3 separate regions of the Mus musculus genome follow, and regions 1 and 3 are each linked to region 2. A link is a contact called in public promoter capture Hi-C data. All regions are on one chromosome and are shown on one strand. The core of a region is the stretch at or near the end of the contact, and the rest is flanking DNA. Distances in the headings are between cores, read along the strand shown.

Evidence for each region. Promoter capture Hi-C pulls out the DNA fragments that hold promoters and counts their contacts.
Region 1: a promoter capture Hi-C map of pre-B cells shows a contact between it and region 2, with 7 times the contacts expected there. The contact joins the promoter of Hax1 here to the promoter of Prcc in region 2. A contact is called at or near these places in 4 of 39 promoter capture datasets (cranial neural crest, hippocampal neurons, liver and 1 more).
Region 3: a promoter capture Hi-C map of pre-B cells shows a contact between it and region 2, with 3 times the contacts expected there. The contact joins the promoter of Il6ra here to the promoter of Prcc in region 2. A contact is called at or near these places in 2 of 39 promoter capture datasets (liver and pre-B cells).

The regions. Positions count from the first base shown.
Region 1 is chr3:89,996,769-90,001,006 of GRCm38.p6, reverse strand. It overlaps Hax1 (HCLS1 associated X-1), which reads left to right and starts at 2,291. Exons shown (of 7, transcript NM_011826.4): 1 at 2,291-2,479; 2 at 3,004-3,269; 3 at 3,433-3,620. The coding sequence starts at 2,427. It overlaps Gm19710 (predicted gene, 19710), which reads right to left and starts at 2,247. Exons shown (of 4, transcript NR_045749.1): 1 at 2,086-2,247; 2 at 1,710-1,862; 3 at 722-835. Ubap2l (ubiquitin-associated protein 2-like) reads left to right here. Exons shown (of 28, transcript NM_001165984.1): 28 at 16-719. The coding sequence ends at 111.
Region 2 is chr3:87,883,185-87,887,632 of GRCm38.p6, reverse strand. Prcc (papillary renal cell carcinoma (translocation-associated)) reads left to right here and starts at 2,071. Exons shown (of 7, transcript NM_033573.2): 1 at 2,071-2,758. The coding sequence starts at 2,291.
Region 3 is chr3:89,910,738-89,915,275 of GRCm38.p6, reverse strand. Il6ra (interleukin 6 receptor, alpha) reads left to right here and starts at 2,080. Exons shown (of 10, transcript NM_001310676.1): 1 at 2,080-2,321. The coding sequence starts at 2,237.

The sequences.
Region 1 (4,238 bases), core at 1,042-3,541, 2.1 Mb before region 2:
CCCATTCCCCTGCAGACGGGCAGCGGGCAACGTAGCCAGACCAGCTCCATCCCGCAGAAGCCCCAGACCAACAAGTCTGCCTACAACAGCTACAGCTGGGGGGCCAACTGAGGCCCTGACCCTCTTCTCCTGTCCCATCTTCTGAGAGGGCTTCTCAGCCTGGAAACTATGGAAACAGCATCAAAGAGAGAAAAGAATGTGGGGCGATTCCGCTGCTCCACACCCCCAGCGGCCCATCCCACACCTCAGCTTCATGTCTGTCCCATCCCTATACCATCCCACCCTGTTGTATGTATTATAGGATTTGTATTTTCTTCTCCTCCCCTCCTCTTCCTCCTTTCTCTTTGCATTCAAGATTATGAAACTTTGCTGTGGGCCCTGCCTTTCCTTCACTTCTTCCTGTTCACCCTGGTGGTGTATGGGTGAGGTGGGAAGGTGACCCCCCCCCCAAATATATATCAGCCCAACAGCCCTAAGTCTCCTCCTTTATTATTAGGAAAACCAAACCACACACACACATACAGACACACACACACACACACACACACACACACACACACACACAAAATGGCGTCATAAATATGAACAGCATTGTCAGATGGATTAGTTGAAGTGTTTTTTTTTGTACTGTGTCTTCAAATTTAATGGATTAATGTGTCTTGTATATATATATATATACATATATATATAAAAAAAGGAGAAAAAAAAAACAAACCTCTACCTTCAGCCTCTGCCCATTCTTGCTCCGTCTAGGATATCCTCACTCTCGTCGATGACCAGCTTGGTGAATAAGTATTACCGTACCAACTGGGGCCTCTTCTAGCAGGCTCGAAGGCTGTGGAATAAAGTGAAATCTTTGCCCTTTAAGATCTCTCACCTTAATGTGCTAATATTTTGCCCTTAAGGGGATTTCCTTATACATTCTGTGACTGGAAAGAACTACTGCAAATCTTCATTTCTTCTAGAAACTGCCTCATCTACAGCACGTTTCAGGAAGTGAAAGGGGAAGGAGCTAAGGACATTTAGAAGGCAAAGGACCTTGTGGGAATCTAAGCATGGTTTTAAAGGATTCTGAAGTCTCAAGCCAGCATTAGCTGCTGGCCGGCAGAACTCAATCTTGGGGTCTTTTTCTCTTTGGAGGAGTATAGTAGTTCTTGTTCTCTGAGTTATGTTTTTGAGACAGTCTCACTATGTAACCCTGACTGGCCTGGAGCTTGGTGTGGAGACCAGGTTGGTCTCACATTCAGAGATCTGCCTGCTTCTACCTCTTGAGTGCTAAGGTTAAAGGTTGTCAGCACTACACCCTGCCTTGCCTATTTTATGTGGCTTTGAAATGCCTACATTTTGGGAAAAGAATGGATGATCTTAGAGCAAGACCTGGGGTGGGGGCATGGTGCAGTAAAAGGTTTTTGGACTTCAATTACGTGAAAGAGAAGTTTCATTTTTCTTTGTAAGAGCCATATTGCCAGGGACTCGAGATCCTGTTTCAGCCTTCCAAAACTGCAAATATCCTCTGTGCTGAGGAGGTGAGGGAGGTCTGTTTATTTTGAGTCAGAGTCTCACTCTGTAGCCGACTTGCCTGAAACTCAGTGAGGAGCAGGCTGGCCTTATACCTCCCGAGTGGATTAAAACACCATCAAATTTCATTACGGCATGGTTTTCCCAAGACACAAGTAGCTTCTCGTTCCTGCCTAGTCTACAAATCTTACCTTGTTAGTTGGCCATCTGTTTAGTTTTTTAAAAGCAGCGTGTGGTGGTAACCGCCTTAAATCCCAGCATCTGGGAGGCATTAGGCAGGCGGGTTTGTAAGCCCCTTTGGTCTACAATCAGTTCCAGGACAGTCTGAACACCACACAGAAACCCTGTATCGAAAAAAACAAGCTTAAAAACTCCCTACTAGCTGAAGAGATTCCTAGCATCTTTATTCAGCAGTAGGGAAATCGCGGTTTAAGGAACTAGGTAACTTCGCCTAGCCTAGTATTAGACGTCACCGACATCAGTCTAAAACAAAACACAAGGTGGGGGGTGTTTTCTGATCCTGGGGTGAAGCAGGCCTCTGAACAGGCCACTCCCTCTGGCGGCTACCTGGGACCCTCCAGAGAGAAACGGAAACCCCCCTCGGGGGCCTGGCAGATCAGCAGGAGAAAGAATCTCCTAGAAGGGACGTGATCTTGAACTGGGAATTTCGCACGTCCACCCTCACTCAAAACTGAAAGGTAGCGTATAGAAGCTTCGTGTCTGAGGAGCACGGTCAGCCCCGCCTCTTCCTCCGGCTTACGACTTTTACGACAACGCCGCACCGTAGGGTTGCTTTCCGGCAGCGAACGCTGAGCCCTGGCTATATCCGACAGGGTAGCGTAAGCTGGTCGTGGTCTCGTGTTGCCCATGGGCTGCAGAGCTTCAAAGTTTCTAGTGCCCCTACTGGAATGAGCGTCTTTGATCTTTTCCGAGGCTTTTTCGGCTTTCCTGGACCTCGGAGGTGAGAATAGTTCTGGGCTGGATATACGGGAGGGGTGTTTTGGTGGACACTTGACCCCTTCATCATATTTTTGGAAAGCTTCCTTTCCCGCCCCCTTCAACTCCTGCTGAGAGGTCAAAGATCGCATTCTTGAGTACTCACCCCGCCACAGTAATCAAAGCAGTGGTTAAGAGGACAGAAACGGCAGCTTTCTCCAGACCTGGGTGATGCAACAGGGACCTGGGCGGAGAAAACAATGGGGGTCTGGGGAAGAGGACCATGAGCAAGTAATTGGGCGATTAGTAGTAGGCTGGATGACCCTGAAGAAAAACCATGGGTCGTCTGGCAGCTGTTGGGAGGTGCGGAGAGGCTCTGTTTAGAAACAATACAAAACCCTAATAGATCCATCAACGTTGTTCTGAAACCAGATCTCCTGTGTTTTCAGCTGCCCAGACCCCTCTTTGGCCCAGTTTGCTGCCCTTGTGTTGATTTTTATGGCTTAGACAGTGTTGAAGTCTTCGTGGCTTATTTGCCTTCACTCTCAGCCACAGAGATCCTTTTTTTGGAGGGATGACTCGAGATGATGACGACGATGATGATGATGATGACGAAGCGGAGGAAGACAGAGGCGCGTGGGGTCGAGAGAGCTATGCGTTTGATGGTTCTCAGCCTCCAGAGGAATTCGGTTTCAGCTTCAGCCCCAGGGGAGGGATGCGATTCCACGGCAACTTTGGCTTTGATGATCTAGTACGAGATTTTAATAGCATCTTCAGCGAGATGGGGGCCTGGACCTTGCCTTCCCACTCTCCTGGTGTGTGAATTTCCCTGAGGGAGACCCTATGGGTTTCTAGTGGGTTAGTGATGAATAACAGAACTTGCAGAGTAGTTGGGATAGTCTACAGAAATTGATTTTTAAAAGACTTAAAATGTTTAAGGCCTTTCCTATCCCAGAATCACCTACCAACTTTCTACAGAACTTCCAGGTCCTGAGTCAGAAACACCTGGTGAGAGACTGCGGGAGGGGCAGACACTACGAGACTCAATGCTTAAGTACCCAGATAGTCACCAACCCAGGATCTTTGAGGGGGTCTTGGAGAGTCATGCAAAACCTGAATCCCCAAAACCAGCTCCAGATTGGGGGTCGCAGGGACCTTTTCATAGGGTGAGTACTCTCTGCACCTGAACTGTAAGCCCTTGGTGGGATCTCTTAGAGTTGAGTTGCAATTTTAGCCCCTTTAATTAGTTCATTTATCCAGATTTTCTTCATTATTGGGATTTTCGTTTTGAAACTTACTTCACTGTATAGATTTAGATATCTGCCTGCCTCTGGATTAAATGTGTGCCACCACACCTCATCTAAGATTTATTTTCTTTTATATGTATGAGTGTTTTGCCTGCTTGAATGTCTCTGTACCACATGTACCTGTGCCCACAGAGGTCAAAAAGGATATTGAATCCCCTGGAACTCAAATTATGTATGGTTATGAGCCACCATGCTCTTGCTGGGAACTATAAACTATGGTCCTCTACAAGAGTGTCCCCTCCCCTCTCTTATTTGATTTGATTTGTTTGTTTATGTATTTTGAGACGGAGTCTCTGTAGTATTGGCTGACCTGGAACTTGCTATATAGACCATGCTGGCCTCAAACTCAGGGATCTCCTGCCTCTGAGTTTGTTAGTTAGGATTTTGTTGCTGTTTGTTGGTGTTTTGTTTTGTTTTTTGTTTGTTTGTTTGTTTCAAGACAGGGTTTCTCTGTGTAGCCCTGGCTGTCCTGGAACT
Region 2 (4,448 bases), core at 822-3,321:
CTCTTCCAGAGGTCCTGAGTCCCAGCAACCACATCATGGTGGCTCACAACCATCTGTAATGGGATCTGATGCCCTCTTCTGGTATGTCTGAAGAAAGCTTCAGTGTACTCGCATAAAATATATTTGTTTGTTTTTTCGAGACAGGGTTTTTCTGTATAGCCCTGGCTGTCCTGGAACTCACTTTGTAGACCAGGCTGGCCTTGAACTCAGAAATATGCCTGCCTCTGCCTCCCAAGTGCTGGGATTAAAGGCATGTACCACCACGCCTGGCAATATATATTTTTTTCAAGACAGGGTTTCTCTGTGTAGCCCTGGCTGTCCTGGAGCTCACTCTGTAGACCAGGCTGGCTTTGAACTCAGAAATCTGCCTGCCTCTGCCTCCTAAGTGCCCAAGTGCTGGGATTAAAGGCGTGCGCCACCACTGTTGGGCTATAAATAAATCTTAATTTTTTTTGGGGGGGGGACAGGTATCAGTGGGGTGTCAAATTCTGAATCATGTACATACGTGCATGCTAGCTAAGCACTGTAATGTTGAGCTGCCTAAACTCAGTATAGTTTAAACACAGGTGTATACAAGTTATTCTGGGAGATTTAAGCAGATGTCTAGAGAAGGTGGTATAAGTTTGTGTATGAAGCCAAATGTTCAGACACATGGCGAGGAGGCTGGTGAGGAAGAGCCACATCCTTTCACAGTCTTTACAATCCTCATCCTTCGCTCAAAGCACCCTTTCCACGTTCTTTAGCCTCCTCCCTGCCAAACTCTAGCAGCTCTTTCGTTGTTGGCTGACCTCAAAGGTTTTCTGCTCTTAGGAGCAGGGAGGTACCCACAGAGAGATGGGTTCATGTATAAAGGACATGGCAAGTAGAGGGCCCTCAGTTAGAGGGTGACAGAAGTGATCCAGAATCACAGGGAGCCAGGGAAGAGCAGTTGCACAGCACGTCATCATAGACGGGCAGTATGTGAAAAAGCCTGCAGTAAAAGTGGGTGGATATGAGGGCCATACGCAAAGGCCGAGAAGACAGCACATCCAGCCAAGAAATGAATGCCAAAGACACATGCACTGTAGGGTGGGCACAGGTGATCAACCCCTAAGAACTTGGAAGTGTACCGGGCCATAGTCTGTCCTTTTACTGAGGTAAAGTGATTAATCTCCAATTCTCCAATACCTTGCCCTAGTTTCCCGTGCTTCTCACTAGTTGCTGAGGAAGGAGCCCAAGTCCCCACACTCATGGGGATAGCGTTCATGGGAGGTGTGTACTGTTACTAGATGTATACTGGTGTATTCATTGGTTAAGAGCACTGACTCTTTTTTTTTTTTTTTTTTTTTTTTTTTTTTTTTTTTTTCTGTGAGACAGAGACAGGATTTTCTGTGTCACCTTGGCTGTCCTGGACCTCACTTCATAGTCTAGGCTGGCCTCGAACTCACAGATCTCCGCCCGCGTCTGACTTCCTAGTGCTGGGATTCAAGGTGCATGACACCACCCTTGCCATGCTCTCAGATGCCTGCGGCCTCGTTTTCTTTCTGGCTTCGCAATCTTAATTTTATAACGTACCCTAGAGCTTTGTCTTTTCTTGGGGTGCTTTGTTCTAACACCCAGGTCGACTCGGAAGCATCACTGTTTTATTTACAGGTAACTTTCCCTTTAAGCTATTTACTTTCCCAGACTTCATCACTTTCCCGACAACACTTGCAGTTTCTAAGGGTACCACAGCTCCCATAATCCTTAGCTGCTCTGAGGAACTTCAAGTACCGAAATGCTCTAAATGCTTACGTGCTACCGCGCTGATCCATGGGGCTTGTAGTAACATAGGACTTGAAAGGACACACAACAACAAACAAACAAACAAACTACGAATCCCAGGAATCACTGCATCAGAGGAAGCTTTCGCTCAGTCTTTCTGCGCACCCTTTACGCCACCTTTAGACTGCAATTCCCGCCATGCTTTGCACTGAGTTCCCGGAGGTAGAGAATGGGGTTGTTGCTAAAGTCTTCTCTGGGAATTGTAGTTCTTAAGTCTGTGAGGTGAGTAGTAGGCGGAGTGACTCGGCGGCCATTAGGTGTGTGTAGTTGCTTGGTGCTAGGAGCTTAAGTGTAGCGGGAATTCTTACTCGGTGGAAATCAACCCTAGCCATGGGTTCCTGCCGGGGATAGTTCTAGAGCACGGAGCAGGAGGCGCTTTTCGGTTCCCCGCCTTGCCCGCTGGTAGGGCCTACTAGGCCGCCGGGACATCCCGGGTCTCAAGTAGGCCTAGTCTGCCAGCAAGGGCGTCCCAAAGGCGGGAGGCGCCATGTCTCTGGTTGCTTATGCCAGCAGCGACGATAGTGAGCCGGATGAGCCGGAGCCGGAGCCGGAGCCGGAGGAAGAGGATGTGGCGGCTCCTATGCCAGGGCCCACTTTAGGAGGCCTGTTCGCTTCTCTTCCTGCACCCAAAGGCCCGGCCTTGCTGCCCCCGCCCCCCCAGATGCTGGCCCCAGCCTTCCCCCCGCCGCTCCTGCTGCCCCCGCCCACCGGAGACCCCAGACTGCAGCCGCCTCCGCCGCTGCCCTTTGGCCTGGGCGGCTTCCCGCCACCTGCAGGAGTGAGCCCTGCTGAAGCTGCGGGAGTTGGAGAGGGGCTGGGGCTGCCATCGCCTCAAGGCCCTGGGCTCAGTCTGCCCCCAGCTGTGGGCGGTGTCGGACCCCCCTTGGGCCTTCCCAAGCCAAAGAAGAGAACCGAACCGGTTAGGATAGCGGCGCCGGAGCTGCAGAAGGGCGATGTGAGTATGGAGGGGGGGGGCACCTCAAGTCCCATTGGGCTGGAGTTTAGGGGTAGGAGGGACTTGTAACCATAATGGAGCTCGACAAACGCATCCGTTGACTCCGAGCCGCTGGAATCCTCTTAGAAGGCGGTTAAATTCACCTGAACTTGCCTGCTTTGGGGAGTTAGGGTATTGGCCATGAGGCATTCTGGAACCTGGGACTTCCTTGCAGAAAGGGATGCGTGGTATCCTTGGTACTGACAGGCTTAAGGCGCATGCATGGAGACAATTCTTTCCCTTTCAGCATCTTTATCTCAGTTGGCTTCTCTTCCCATATTGAGGGCAGGTTAAAAGTGGCGCCTGAAGTGACAGCTGGTGGGACTAAAGTGCTCCTGTTGAACATCCAGGACCAGCCTTATCCTTTGCCCCATCTCTAAAATAAGAAGGCTGGAAGGAGGTAAAGGACATGAGTGGAGTTAGAGAAGAGATGGAATGTTTACTTATTTTGACATGGTTCTAGTATTGTAACCCAGGCTTTTCTTGAATCACTGTGTAGCTCAGCTTGGGCTTCAACTTGTGATCCTCTTGTCTCAGAGTCCAAGTGCTGGATTAAAAAGTGTATTACACTATCCCTGGTATAAGAAATTGAGTATTGCCTCTCCCTCACCCCCACACACAATGGGAGTTGGACTTGTAGCCTCCCTCACACATAGTAGGTAAATGCTCTTCCACTGAGCTACAAAACCCAGCCCTGTTTCCATTGTTTATTTTGAGGAATGGTTTTTCTAGATTGTCTAGACTGACTTGAATTTTAGATTGTTCTGCTTCAGTCTCCCCTGTAGCTGGGATTACAACCTATAGAAGCAGGATTTGGTAGTCCAGGCTGGCTTCAACTTTAGTAGCTAAGATTGTCCTTAAACTCCAGATTCTCCTCCATCTCCTTCCTGAGTGCTGGGATTACAGCTGAACACCACCATGCCTGCTTTATGCAGCTTACATTCATGTCTAGGGCTTTGTGCATGCTAGGCAAGCATCCTTATCAACTGGGCCATATCCTCAGCCCTAACATACTATTTACAGATATGAAAATGGAGTCCAGCATGTAGTCTTACTGGAGATTGACAACTGGATCTGTTTAAATCTGTTTCACCATCTAGATACTGTCCAGGCTAGATGAGCATTAGAGTATAGTTTCTAAAAGAGGCAGCTAAGATTACAGTGTTTTCTTGTTTGTTTGTGTGTTTGTTTGTTTGATGGTCTCTATGTAGTCCTAGATGCCCCCCTATAACTTGCTCTGTAGACCTGGCCTTGAACTCAGATCCTCTTGCTCCTGCCTCTTGGGTTCTGGGATTAAAGACTTGTGCCATCATTCCTGACTTATGTTGTTTTCAGATGTTTAAGCAGGAAAAGATAAGGCCTCTTCCATGAGGACTTCCATGATAAAGGAGGCAGCCTGTGACAGTTCTTTGCTTTCTATCTTTTAGTAAATGAATTGGTCCACCCTGGGTTCCTTTTGCTAACTCTGCTTTTCTTTAGTTTTTCCAAGCTACCAAGGGCCATCTTTATCTTTTGTAGGTAAAGTTCTTTAACTCAGTTTCCCCCCCAGTAGCTGTCTTGGTCTTTTCATCACGCTCTGTCAAGTCTTGGCTTGGAAGGCATGTTCCAAGCACCTCTGGCCCACCCCTCCCTGCTTTGATTTTTTTGGAGA
Region 3 (4,538 bases), core at 831-3,330, 2.0 Mb before region 2:
ATTTGCAAGTGGATGGGATTTGCTCCAAAGAACAATTTCTAGACAGATCCACCTCCTAATATCCTAACTACCTAATTCCTGTATCCTAATAACTTTCCATTTCCACTGCCTCTAGGAGGGAGGTTAAAGTGTTTAAAAACCATCATTAAAATTAGGGTTGAGAAATATCTAAACAACACAGAGAAATTAACTATAACTTGCCCAAATCCTACAGCTATCAAGCAGTAGACCTGGGATGGGAACTAAACTCATCTGACTATGGAACACCCCCCCCCCCACACTCCAGGATCAAAACGGGGTGGATGGGGGGAAGCCACTTGGCCAGGGTTGCCGGGTCGTGTCTGAGATGTCTGCTCTTGCCTTCAACATTCCTTCTATCTGAGCTGGCAGCCTTCTGTAGCCTTCCTGTTTCAGGCCAGCAACTTGTCTCTCTGCAATTATTTTCAGGTCTCTGTTTACCACAGAAAGGAAGGAGGCAGCACAATGAGAGTCTGTTGGAAATTAATTATATTTTTAAGATAGGGCAAGTTCCACTATGCTTGCCTCGAACTCTGGATCTTCCTGCCTCAGCCTCCAGAGTTTTGGGATTACAGGTGTGTACTACCACATCCTCTTGCTATTTAATCCCATTTTAAATAGCAGGAGAAAAAAATATGTATTTTTTTTAGACAGGGCCTTAGACTCACAGCTATTCACCTGCTTCTGCTTCCCAAATGCCTGCCCCACCACAGGGAGAGAGAACAACCATGCCTTTCTCTCCGACTTATAGCGTGGCTGAGGAAGTGCCATCAAAACCAATCCCATTGTCCTGGGTACAGGTTTGGTTCTGACATCCACAGAGAGCGGTGGATGCCTAGGTCTGAGGCCAGCATGTTGCTTAAATAAGGTCATGTCTTATTTAGGGGTTCAGCCAGCACACACACATTCCAGTTGCCCCATGGACTCTAATCAGCTGAACCCTGAAATGGAAGAATACATTAAAACATACTGGTGTAGGTCCAGGGCTCCCCATCTACATTTTCTTTTCTTTCTTTTTTTTTTCTTATCCCTTCCCTTCTCCCTCTTGCTCCGGCCCGGCTCGCTCAGGCCCATAGGTTTTATTTGTTTCTCATTACAGATGGTTGTGAGCTACCATGTTGCTGGGATTTGAACTCATGATCTCCGGAAGTCAGTCAGTGCGTTTAACCGCTGAGCCATCTCACCAGCCCTAAATTTTCTTTTCAGTGTGTTTCTTTCCCTCTGCATTTGCATGGGAAGCTGCCCTGTAGCTTCAAGCTCTGTAGCTTGGAAGGGAACCTTGGTGGAGTCTGGTAAATAGCAAACGCCGGTTCCTTTGTGTCCAGTCAAGTCATGATGGGTAATCAAAGCCCTACTCCTTGTTGAGCAGTTAGGCTCCAGGTACATCGACAGTGTTTCCAGGAATCTTTATCATGGGCTTAAAAATACATCTCTAATAGGTGAGAAAACTGAGACTTCCGGATCGGGATAGCAATCTTGAGGAGGGTAACACATGTGTCTCTGGGCCAGACTCAAAAGCGCACACTGGTTTCGTTGCCTCTGCAGTAGCCTTCAAAGAGCTGCTCCTCCACTGGAAGATGAGAGGAAATCTTTTTCTCAGGTTATGGACGCCTAAGTTTTCCTTCAGACCAATTAAATCACAATCTCTGGGCTCGAAGCAGACATCGGTGTCTTTTCGGATTCCCTGTTTGATTCCCGTAAGCACCCAGGACACTGACCTGCCTTCTACTTTAACAGCCAGAGCCACTGGCTGGCGCTCATGAAAGCAAAACTCAAGCGGAGGCGCGGATGGAAGGAAGGAGGGGGATATTTCTCCTTATCTCAGCGTCAAAACCTGGGGAGGGGCCCTGGTGGGGGTCCCTGGGGGCTCAGGTGTGGCGCGGCTGCAGGAAGTAACCCCCTCCGGTGGCCCGGAGCGCTGGCCGATTGCGCCATCCTACTGGGCTTTCGTAACCGCGAGCCGGGGCTGCCAAGAGGAGCTTCAGCACCGGTTCCTCAAATGTTTCACTGTTGCCAGGACGGCCGGCTGCTGTGTGTCACGTGCATGTGGGAAGTCGCGCCCACACCGATCTGAGCCACGCCGGGGCGAGCGCTCGCAGTGCGAGCTGAGTGTGGAGCCCGAGGCCGAGGGCGACTGCTCTCGCTGCCCCAGTCTGCCGGCCGCCCGGCCCCGGCTGCGGAGCCGCTCTGCCGCCCGCCGTCCCGCGTAGAAGGAAGCATGCTGACCGTCGGCTGCACGCTGTTGGTCGCCCTGCTGGCCGCGCCCGCGGTCGCGCTGGTCCTCGGGAGCTGCCGCGCGCTGGGTAAGAGGAACCCGGAGCGGGCGTGGGGAATGTGACACTGTCTGGTTCCGTTCGCAGAGTGAGCCCCGCCGGTACCGGCTGCTAGCCTGGGCTGACTCACCTGTGCTGACGCGGTGGAGGTTCGCGCGCCCCCTGTTGCGTCTAGCGCCTATAACTGCGTGCTCCTGTCTGTGTCTGGCCAGTTACCTCAAGTCTGAGTACAGGACAGTGTGTTTTCCTGAAACCTGACTCTGGTGTCTGGTTCCCAGTGTTCCCAGTCTTACTCAACTGCATCCCGGGTCGCTCCAAAAAGAGATACCCAGAGGGCGCGCCCTAGTGGAACAGTAGTAGTCCCTTCTGGAGAGTCCTTTATGCCACTGGCTCTCTCTGCTTTAGTTGTGGCACCTCGCGTGGCTTTCCTTAGTTCTACTACATTCCATGTCGTGTGTAATGACAGTGACCCGACGGTGAAGGGTCTGACATCATGGGCTCTGAGTCATGGGTGTTCCCGCCTCACAAACTTACTCCTTTAGCCAACTAGCCCTAGCATGCAGAATGCCAACACCCACATCCATCCCAATCCTGTGAGTTTGACAGCAAAGGATGTGGGACCTCTTGGAACTGTGCCTCCGCCCCCTGCCCCAGCCCTCCCTGATTAGCAGGTGGACCAGGCGGAGGGTAGGGTAGGGGCACTGTGTTTACCTTCCTTGCACTCTGCCTTGTAGGTCTAGGCCTCTCTGTGGGCTCTGGCTTCAGGCCCAGCAGCCTGCCTGGTCTCTTCTGGAGGAACTGGGAGACTGCTTCTCTACAGGTTATTTTAGGGGCTGAGGGCTTATTCAACAACATAGAAAGAGCCAAAGGACATGGGGGAGATTTATCCTGTGCTGGTCGTGGGGACAGTGGCTTCCAGGCTTTCTTTCTGCCTGGAAGGTAGAATTCCTCAAGCTTGGTTTGTTACCCCTACCTATATTTTCTTTATATATATATATATAAAGAAAATATATATATATATTAGACAGGCTCTCCCATAACCCAGGCTGGCCTCAAACTTGTGCCTCTTCTGCCTCTATCTCTTGAGTGCTGGGATTTCAGGTATTAACCCACCCTGTATTTTACACGTTTTTAATCCTCTACAGGATTGACATAAAGCTTTGGGAGGAGCCTGAGGTTCAGAGAGATGCAATGGGAAGCATCAGGCCCCTCCGTGTCTCAGTGTTCTCCTGTGGGTACAGCTGAGGGCGTCTGGGGTAGGCTGAGCACCACTATCATCTGGTGGGATTCTGGGGGAGAAGACACTGATGAAAGAGAAGATCCCCGCTTAGCTGTTCATGGTGCCAGGCAGGACTGAGGTCCTCTCTTCCATCTTGGGAGAGCAGGACTGGGCCTCTCTGCCTGTCTCAGTTACTACTCAACATACCCCAGCGCCCCCACCACCACTTCCCTTTGTTCCTAAGGAGCTGCAAGGCACTTCGGAGACAGCGAGTTCTGTTTTCCTGTGGTTCAGAAAGGACACCCAAGGGTGGGGGTGTCTTCTGACCCAAACAGCCTTTAGAAGGCAGAACTGGGAGTCTGGGGAGGAAGTGAAAGCCCTGCCAGTTTAGAAGGAAGAGGCAGAGAAGTCCCCAGCCCATCTCCCACACCCACACTTGCACAGCTACAAACTGGAGAGTGACAATCAAGAAACAAGCACCAAACAGGAAGTGTGGAGCAAATGACTGAGATGTTTGGCTTTAGAGAAGTGAGGCCAGATGGAGATGGCTCTCTGGGGGGGAACCCATGGGTGGAAGATATACATAAACATATATATATGGGCAGGCGAGATAGCTCAGCACACGCACACACACACACACACACACACACACACACACTCTCCTCCATCCATCATCCTTAGTGGGTTTTTGCCTTCATGTATTCATGTCTGTGTGAGGGTTCCAAATCCTATGGAACTGGAGTTACAGTTGTGAGCTGCCATGTGGTGCAGGGATTGAACCTGGGTCCTCTGGAAGAACAGCCAGTGTTCTTAACTGCTGAGCCATCACTCCAGCACCAACAGGTGGGATTTTCATAGTCTGCCCCTCCAGGGCCTGCTAGGACTCCTGTGTCTTCTTCCACCTGGGGCCCAGGACCAGCTGGGACTGAGGCTTCTGCCAGGTCAAACTTTCTAGGCGCTGCTGACTGAGGACAGGCTGGGCATGGGTGGCTTCAGTCCCCCTTTCCTTCTGTAAGGCAAGAAAACAC